Regions from separate parts of the Sus scrofa genome. Here region 1 is linked to region 2. Evidence: chromatin contacts called from public Hi-C data. All regions are on one chromosome and are shown on one strand. Each heading gives the region's core, a stretch centred on a gene start, on an enhancer-like site or on the middle of the called end of the contact. The rest is flanking DNA. Distances are from core to core; before and after follow the strand shown.

Region 1 (4,612 bases), core at 1,411-3,910, 140 kb before region 2:
TGGTGGCAAAGAAAAGTAGACAGAGACGAGAAGACCAGTGCATGAGGATGGAAGCAAGCAGAGAATGAAGGTAAGGGGCTTCACGACAGGCAGCGAGGATGCCAAAGGAAGGGTGCTTTGGGGCTGTGAGCCAAGGGGGCCGAGAGGGGGCAGGGCTCCCACAGGGGCGGCGATTCAGGAAGGGTTCTGTGCTAAGGGAGCTTCCTTGCCAGTGTGAGCTGGTGTCTCTCTGCAGAGCCCCAAACATCAAATTCGACACAGTCTGGCTTGGGCAGACTTTCACCCAGTCACATAAAAGGGAAACCATGTTAGCACTTAAGTCCTCTGAAAGCAGAAGCCTGAACAGAACGGGGAGATGTCAGGAAGATGCAGAGAGAACAGGTGAATCAAGCTATGATTTGATAACATGGTAGCACCATGCCTTCCCGAAAGAGCAGCAACCAAAGGACTGCTTGGAAGGCCCATGGCTGGGAAGGCACAGGGCAGTGAGATAAATAAGCGAAAGCATCACATGTTGTTAACCCACAGCTTCAGGGGTCAGCTTATTGAGGTTCAAATCTCAGTATCTCCAATTTCTATTACATTTAAGCATATGTCATCATTTTATACATGAAAAAGTGTTAAATATTATTAACACAATAGCAATGTGACCTCGGACAAACTGCTTAACTTCTTAACTAGCGTTTCCTCCTCTGTAAAATGGGGAATATATACCCACCTCATAGGGTTGACATGAAAATGAAAAAAAAAAAAAAAGAGTTGGTATTTGTAAAGTCTTTGGAATAAGAAGTGCCTGGCACATAGGAGGACGACTATTTGTAAAGAAAAATAAAGTTACAAGGAGACTGAGTATTTACTTCTTCCTGCCTTCCTGCTGCTCTCTACAGAACACAGACCGCCAGCCCCTGTGGCCAGCCCTGACTCAGATGACAGGTGCACCATCTGGTGCCAGACGTGACTCTGTCAGCCAGGACAGGATGGGGCAGGCTCACAAAACTTCCAGCAGCTGGTGGCTGTTCCACCTCTGCCAAGCATCTTCAGGGTTTGACCATACTGAAAGCCAGGTCACAGATGTCCCAACCTCTCCCCTACTAAAAGGTCCCTGGGGAAGAGAACAACCAAAGCAGCCCAGGCTGCAGGGCCATATCCTCGGGGTGCAACCCGGTGCAACTTTCTACACCCCTCCCCGTAAGTCTCAGCTTCCCCATCACCGGAAGCGGAGCCCAAGTTTTGACACCTTAAGGTCCTTGTCCTGACTAAGATAATGTAGAAACATCATATAAAATGACCTAGTAGCTATAATATGCAGAATGGACAGCACTTATTTTCACTTCCTCTCTGCCTCCACTGTCCAACTCTCCACTAACGTCTATATGGGCTCCTCCACGTCTTGCTCCACGTTTTTACCACAGTTGTCTAATAAAATCAATGCGTATTTATTATTTACAAAAAGGAGGGAGGGTGGGGAGAATGAGAAAATTTCTATCACTCATAATCCCATCAAAAACAAATAGTTGTTAGAGTTCTCACTGTGGTGCAGTGGGTTAAAGACTCCAACTGCAGCAGCTGGGTCTCTGTGGAGGCATGGGTTCGATCCCCAGCCCAGCACAGTGAGTTAAAGGATCCAGTATTGCTGCAGCTGTGGTGTAGGTCAAAGCTGCAGCCATAAGAATTTAAAAAAACAAGCAAGAAACAAATAGCTGCTAATATCTCACATGTGTATGTGAGAGTAGGCATACTTTAATGTTTTTTCTTTTTATGGCCATCTCTGAAGCATATGGAAGTTCCTGTGCCAGGGGTCAGGTCAGACCTGCAGCTGCAGGTGACAGCCATAGCCACAGCAACACCAGATCCGAGCCGCATCCACGACCTACACCACAGCTTTGAGCAATGCCGGATCCTTAACTCACTGAACAAGGCCAGGGAATGAACTCACAGACTCTATGTCAGGTTCTGCAGGGCCACAACAAGAACTCCCATGCTTCAAAATGTGTTAACAAAATTGCTTCCATTCTACCAATAGTTTTATACTCTGCTTTTTTCCTTTTACAAAGCATTGTTTTCAGACTTTTTAAAATTCAGCAATAATATTCTCCTCCTCAGATGAGTTGTGTTTTATTTTCCCGTTCTCCTACTCTCACGTGTGCAGGTCAGTTTCCGTATCTGGCATTGTAAGTGCTCTTGGGATAAACACTCCCATTCACAGACCACTGCCCACATCTCTTGTTGTTTCTGGAAGACAGAGCCTAGTTTCCTGAACAGAGGAGTATACAGATGTTTTCGAGGCTTTTAGCATATGTTACCAAACTACTTTCCCAAAAGGAACACCAAAAAAGACAAGTTACTTTAGGTGCAAAAGGATGAGCACCTGTCCTAAGCCCTCTCACCACATTCTTTCCCAGCACTGAGTGTTAGGATTTGGACACAGTATTTGCCAAATGGTAGGCAAAACACGGTATTTCCCTAGAAGACTACCTTTGTTTCATGGAGCACCCTGTCTCAGCAGCCTGTCTTCTCTACGTGTTGTCAGCTGTGACTTCCCAACACAAACATGTTTATCTTGGCAGGGCTCCCACTTCCCCTGCCAAGCCGGCCCGCCTGTCTAGATCATGTCCTCAAGTGATACCAAGAAGAGGAAGTGGGGCTGAACACCCCTTCCTCTGTCCGAGAGTCACTTGGGTGTGCCTGACAGCATCATGAGGACTGTCACTGTGGCCATGGCTCAGGTGTAGAGTGGGGCTTCCCACTGACCTCATCCCAGATGACCCACCCAACTCTGCAGAGAGGCTGGGCAGTGCAGGAGCCCTTGGGGGAAATTGCTAACACTCACCAGGCTCTTCCTTCAAATCCAATAACCTTTGTGAACTAAATACTGATGCTAAAACATCAGTATTTGAGAGGAAAGCAAATACGCTTTCTGAAGCAGATACATATCTGAAGACCAAAGAAGGTGTGGAGAAAAGGGAACCTCTTACACTGCTAGTGGGAATGTAAATTGGTGCAACCACTACGGAAAACAGTATGGAGAGTCCTCAGAAACCTAAAACTTGAATTACCATGCAATGTAGCAATCCCACTCCTGGGCATCCAGAGAAAACTATGTCTCAAAAACATACCTGTACCCAACATGGCTCAGTGGTTAACAAATCCAACTAGAAGCCATGAGGTTGCAGGTTCAATCCCTGGCCTCGCTCAGTGGGTTAAGGATCCGGCATTGCCGTGAGCTGTGGTGTATGTCACAGACATGGCTCGTTGCTGTGTCTCTGGAGTAGGCCGGTGGCTACAGCTCAGATTTAACCCCTAGCCTGGGAACCTCCATATGCCATGGATGCGGCCCTAGAAAAAGCAAAAAGAAAAAAAAAAAAGGACACCTGTACCCAATGTTCACTGCAGCACTATATACAACAGACAAGACATGGAAGCAACCTAAATGTTCATCAACAGAGGAGTGGCTAAAGAAGATGTGGTATGTACACACAATGGAATATTACTCAGCCATAAAAAAGAATGAGGGGAGTTCCTGTCATGGCTCAGAGGCAACGAATCTCACTAGGATCCATGAGGATGCAGATTCAATCCCTGGCCTCGTTTAGTGGGTTAAGAATCCAGCGCTGCCGCGAGCTAATGGTGTAGGTTGCAGACGCGGCTTGGATCTGACATTGCTGTGGCTGTGGTGTAGGGCAGCGGCTACAGCTCTGATTCAAACCATAGCCTGGAAACCTCCATATGCCATGGGTTCGGCCCTAAAAAGACAAAAATAAATAAAGGAGTTCCCGTTGTGGCACAGCGGAAGCGAATCTGACTAGGAACCATGAGGAGGCGGGTTCAATCCCTGGCCTTGCTCAGTGGGTTAACGATCCAGCGTTGACGTGAGCTGTGGTGTAGGTCACAGACGTGGCTCAGATCCTGCGTTGTTGTGGCTCTCGCATAGGCAGGCGGCTACAGCTCCGATTAAACCCCTAGCCTGGGAACCTCCATATGCCGCAGGTGTGGCCCTAAAAAGACAAAAGGCAAATAAATAAATAAATAGGAATGAAATAATGTAATCTGTAGCAACATGGACGGACTAGAAATTGTCGTGCTAAGTGAAGCTAGTCAGACTAGTGAGACACCAACGTCATATGCTACCACTTACATGTGGAATCTAAAAAAAGGATACAATGAACTGATCTGCAGAACAGAAACTGACTCGCAGACTTTGAAAAACCTGCGGTTACCAAAGGAGACAGGTTGGAGGGGAGGGATGGCCTGGGGTTTGGGATGGAAATGTTCTAAAGTTAGATCGGGATGATGGTTGTACAACTCCAAATATAATAGAATTCACTGAATTAAAAAAAAAAAAAAAAAAAAAAAAAAAAAAGACCAAAGGAAGGCACTACGATATACCTGTGTGACTTAAAACTGACAGAGATAATGTTAAGGTCAGCAACAGGAACGTTCCGGCTTAAATAAGACATAGTGAGATTCTCTATGTGACAGGAACCGTCGAGCACCTGTGCTGCCTAACTGTCCCCGGCAGAGGCTCCCTCGCGGCCCCAGATCCAGGCCAAGTCGCTTCTGGAGCAAACCTACCATTTTTTTGTTGTCCTGCTTGTTAATGCTGACCACAGAC
Region 2 (4,040 bases), core at 157-2,656:
GATAGAATCCTAAAGCCGACATATTCCTTTTTACTTTAACCTACTTGGGTTTGGACATTCCACAACCAGAAACGCCCCCCTTCCAGCGCGCACGCGCACACCCACCCACCCGCACACAGGAACTGTTCTCTTTTACTAGGCTGCAGCTGCTTCCCGAGTTACCAAAAAGGGCCCAGCCCTGGCCAGCAAAGAGGCCCAGGTGCAGCTGGGAGGGTTCCCCCTCTCTGGGGGAGGCGGGGGGGGGGGGGATGGCAGGCTGCAAGCTCCCTGACTACTTCCTCCTCTAGCCTTCCCGCTTCCTGGAGGTCCCTGCCCACCTCATCACCATCAGGTCACCGAGGAAGTCACGCTTTGGCCTCAGAGCTGTTCCAAAGCTTCTGGAGGAAAAAGGTGTGGGTGTGTGGGTGTGTGTGTGTGTGATGGAAAGAGCCCTTGCAGTAGCCAAGAGACAGAGCCCCTAGCTTGGTGATGGTGATGGGGAAAGTGATCTTCCATTGAATGGATTCAATCTATCATCTGTCAGAAAAGGTGTTGACCTTGAAAGACTGCACACCCCCTCTCCAGTGTTGGTGTTGAAGAGGGTGAATGCCCCGATGTTCCCAGGAACGCTGTAAAAATAAGAGAGAATTCACAGGGAGAGAATGAACAGGTGTTGAGGTCCTCCAGCTGCTAACACCCATGTAAATACTGTTTTATTTAATCTTCCAGTAATCCCGTATGATAAGTGTCCCTGATCCGAATACATAGCTTGAAAGTGGAGGCACAAGGGCTGAGAAATCGTTCCAACCTTTGCCACTTCATGGTGTGTGTGTGTGTGTGTGTGTACATACACACACATACACATGTAAAGTTTTTATTTTTCCAGCACATCTGGACATGTGTGTGAGCACCAACCAGAAGCAAACTGCCCCTGTTGCCCGGGGAAGAGGGGCTCCATTTCTCACTTTACCTGCGCACCTGTTACTTGCTCACGGGAATGAAAGCCATGTAGTGGCTGATCTAAGAGAATTATGATAGAGCTGAGTCAAGATTACCCTGGATTTGATTCGCAGCTCTGCCTTGATTTCAAGAAGAAACTTAAGTCAACTATATTCCAATTAAAAAAAAAAAACTAAGTAACAATTTTCTTCTAGCCTGTTTCCCCAACTCTAAGTGAAGCTAATAATAGTGCGTAAGTCCCACGCGTAGTGATATGAGTAAACCAATGTGTCTGAATGTTTATCACCGAGTCCGCATCCAGGGACTGCTCGGATGTTTAACCCTTGCAGCGCATCTCAAGGCCTCGCTCGGTGCGTGACACTCGGCGTGGGGCGCGAAGGAGCACCGCTGGGCTGGGGCTGCGCGGGGGCGGGAAGGCGGCGCCCGCGGCCGGGGAGGTTCCGGGTTTCCGCGTAGACTTCTGCGTACCCCGCCGACTGCGTCACCATCCGAAAGGGCAGCCGGGCCGGCGGGGGCGGGGACGCGGCGCTGCTGGAAGCCCCGGTGCTCTTACCGAAAGTGCGAGCCCGGAGTTCCCAGCCGCGATCGATGTGGCGAGGCTGCGTTCCCTCGCGTCGCCCGCGGCCGCCGTTCCCTCTAGCGCTCCGGGCACTCGCAGAGTCCAGGGCCGCGCGCGGCGGCGTACTCTGCCCGAGACGGGGGACGGCGTCCCCCCGATTCTCCATCCCCGACCCCTACAGCGAGGCGAGGCGCTCTTGGCCCGGATTTGGGGCCTCCCAGAGCCCCGCTGTCCTGGCCGCGCCTTAGTGCCTCGCAGCTCCCGGCGGGGGAGTTGGCACCGTGGAAGCCTTCCCCACGTTTTTCCAAGCCCGGACGCCCGCCCGACTCTCCCCATTGCACAATTCCTGCCGTGGAACTGCCTCGTGACTCGGACGGAGCCCAAAAAATGTTTCCCAGGTTTCCCCGGCCGAAAAAGGAGTGGCCGAGTGTCCGGTCCTGACCTCAGGCGCCCTTTCAATTGCATTTTTTGGGGTGACCGGGTTGCGCCCTTTAAAATGCAGAGGTTGCCCTTTACAAAGAAAACCTCACTAACCCGCTGGCGTGCCCGCTCTAGGCTGGTTCCGGGTGAATACAACTGACACGTTTCTTTTCCCCGTGTATATTTTCACACAGGAAACGTGTTTCGATCTCTCTGGGGGGGGGGGGGGTTTCAGGAGTTAGTTTTAAAGCCGGGAGGGTAGTGATGCTTAAAAGCGTCGGAGACCAGCTTTCCAAGAATCACAGTGTTACTAGCCCTGATGGGGCGTGGTACGTCCTGAATAAATAAGAGAATGAATAAATATTTGGAGGAAGGATTTAAATGATTGTGAAACATTTTGCAAATGAGGAAATATGGAAGGCAAGAATACAAACTGTCTCAATGTTTCAACTCCAAATACTTGTAATTATGAGATGGGTGTATTTTTCCCTCTTTATGAAAATATAATGCCTTCTGCAGTAATCCCTGCAAAGCCTTACTCCACACCCTCTTACTACCCACCTAAAACAAATAAAACAACAATCTCCAAATTGAATACACACATGCAATAGGTTAAATTTGGCAATTCCAAAGCAAGATAATTTGAGAGGGGTTTTTGTCTTATTCCCATAAGATAGTAGCACTTCTTAATCACACAAACTATGTCAACAAACAAACAAGTAAACAAAACAGTGCTTTTTCAAGATGGTGTGGAAGATACCAGGTTCTCACTGCCCTGAGTATTCTAAGTACAGTGTTTTGATATTTTGCACAGGAATTGCTAGACCCCTGAGTGACCATCAGTGTTGCTCTGCGATGGGTCATTTGCTTTACTCGGGCTTGGAATAGATTTGTGCCTCATTTTTCACAAGAGACAAGCTGCAATCTGTGAAAACACAAGGGACTTCAATAACAGTCTGGCAGATGGCTGGACAGCTTGTGTCTTTGAAGTCTTGAGGCTGACCAAGTATACTAAATGTCTAATTTAGGGACCAGAATTGCCAAATAAGTAGATATGAAGATCAAAGAAATCAAAACTCTTAAGTGGCAATCATGAGCAAAACTTGATTCTTTTGTGGGTTGTCAAAAATGGTTTCCAAAATGATGATTATGATATAGTTATAGTAATACAATTGGTGGTTTTTGTTTTTGTTTTGGGGGTTTTGTTTTCTTTGGCCACCCCTAGCATGCAGAAGTTCCAGATCTAGGGATGAGTAATACAATTTGAATGCAAACTCTTTTTCAAGAAACTGCTGGGTTTTCTAGTGATAGATACAACAGCAGATCAAATTATAAAATGTCTCATTTTTTAGGTCAGCCAGACATAATCCGAAATGGGGCCATCTTCTCCACGCTTCTCTGCTTCTGATATCTTGAAGGAGAGAACAAATACAAATTGCTAGAAAAAATGTGAAATTCTAGACTGCTGGGTAGAATATATTCATTCTGGCTTGATAATCCTACAAAATGTTCATGAAATCAAAGCATCGCCTCCTAATGTTCTAATAAGAAGCCATTCTATTCTTCAGTAATAAAAATATTGAAACTTACAAAAAAAAGACCATCTCCTTTATTTTTACCATACTTCAATTTCCTTTTTTTTTTTCTCTTTTTTTCTTTCTTTCTTTAATTTTTTTTTTTTTTTTTTTTTTGCTGCACCCATGGCATGCAGAAGTTCCTTGGCCAGGGATCAAACCCACACACAGCAGTAACCTGAGCCACAGCAGTGACAACACTAGCTCCTTCACTCAATAGGCCACCCGGGAACTCCATCCCATACTGCAAGTTCTAATTTGCCTGGTAAAAAGCCAGGCTGTTAATAACCTGAACTCTAGAAACAAAAATTGTTGGCCTCTATTATTGCCCTGCTTTGCTGCTTGAGGAAAGTATCTGATCAAACAAAAACCATCTTTTCCAAGTTAGATATTATCAACAACAACTTATTTGAACATAAATGATACTTTTTTTTGTCTTTTTAGAGCTGGGAGCCGTACCTGCCGGCCTATATACCACAGCCACAGCAGCAAAGGATCCAAGCTTTGTCTGCAAGCTACACCTTGACCCACTGAGCAAAGCCAGGGAT

What was found. Hi-C and Micro-C count contacts between places; a contact is called where the count stands out from the background.
Region 1: a contact with region 2 is called in a Hi-C map of liver, with 8 times the contacts expected there. The contact joins two enhancer-like sites. A contact is called at or near these places in 3 of 47 Hi-C or Micro-C datasets (epiblast stem cells, liver and skeletal muscle) and 2 of 2 datasets of contacts at active chromatin or transcription factors (alveolar macrophages and skeletal muscle).

What each region holds. Positions count from the first base shown.
Region 1 is chr6:147,529,564-147,534,175 of Sscrofa11.1, reverse strand. JAK1 (Janus kinase 1) reads right to left here. Exons shown (of 25, transcript NM_214114.1): 8 at 4,573-4,612. Among named protein-coding and RNA genes, the nearest start is that of JAK1, 100 kb to the right of the region's middle. Within about 2 kb of position 2,660, at least 9 of the 83 cell types and tissues checked have an H3K27ac peak or open chromatin away from gene starts, as enhancers often do. A contact at or near this core is called in alveolar macrophages, liver and skeletal muscle, where this site is marked.
Region 2 is chr6:147,392,442-147,396,481 of Sscrofa11.1, reverse strand. It overlaps a transcript of JAK1 not described here. Among named protein-coding and RNA genes, the nearest start is that of JAK1, 35 kb to the left of the region's middle. Within about 2 kb of position 1,406, at least 70 of the 83 cell types and tissues checked have an H3K27ac peak or open chromatin away from gene starts, as enhancers often do. A contact at or near this core is called in alveolar macrophages, liver and skeletal muscle, where this site is marked.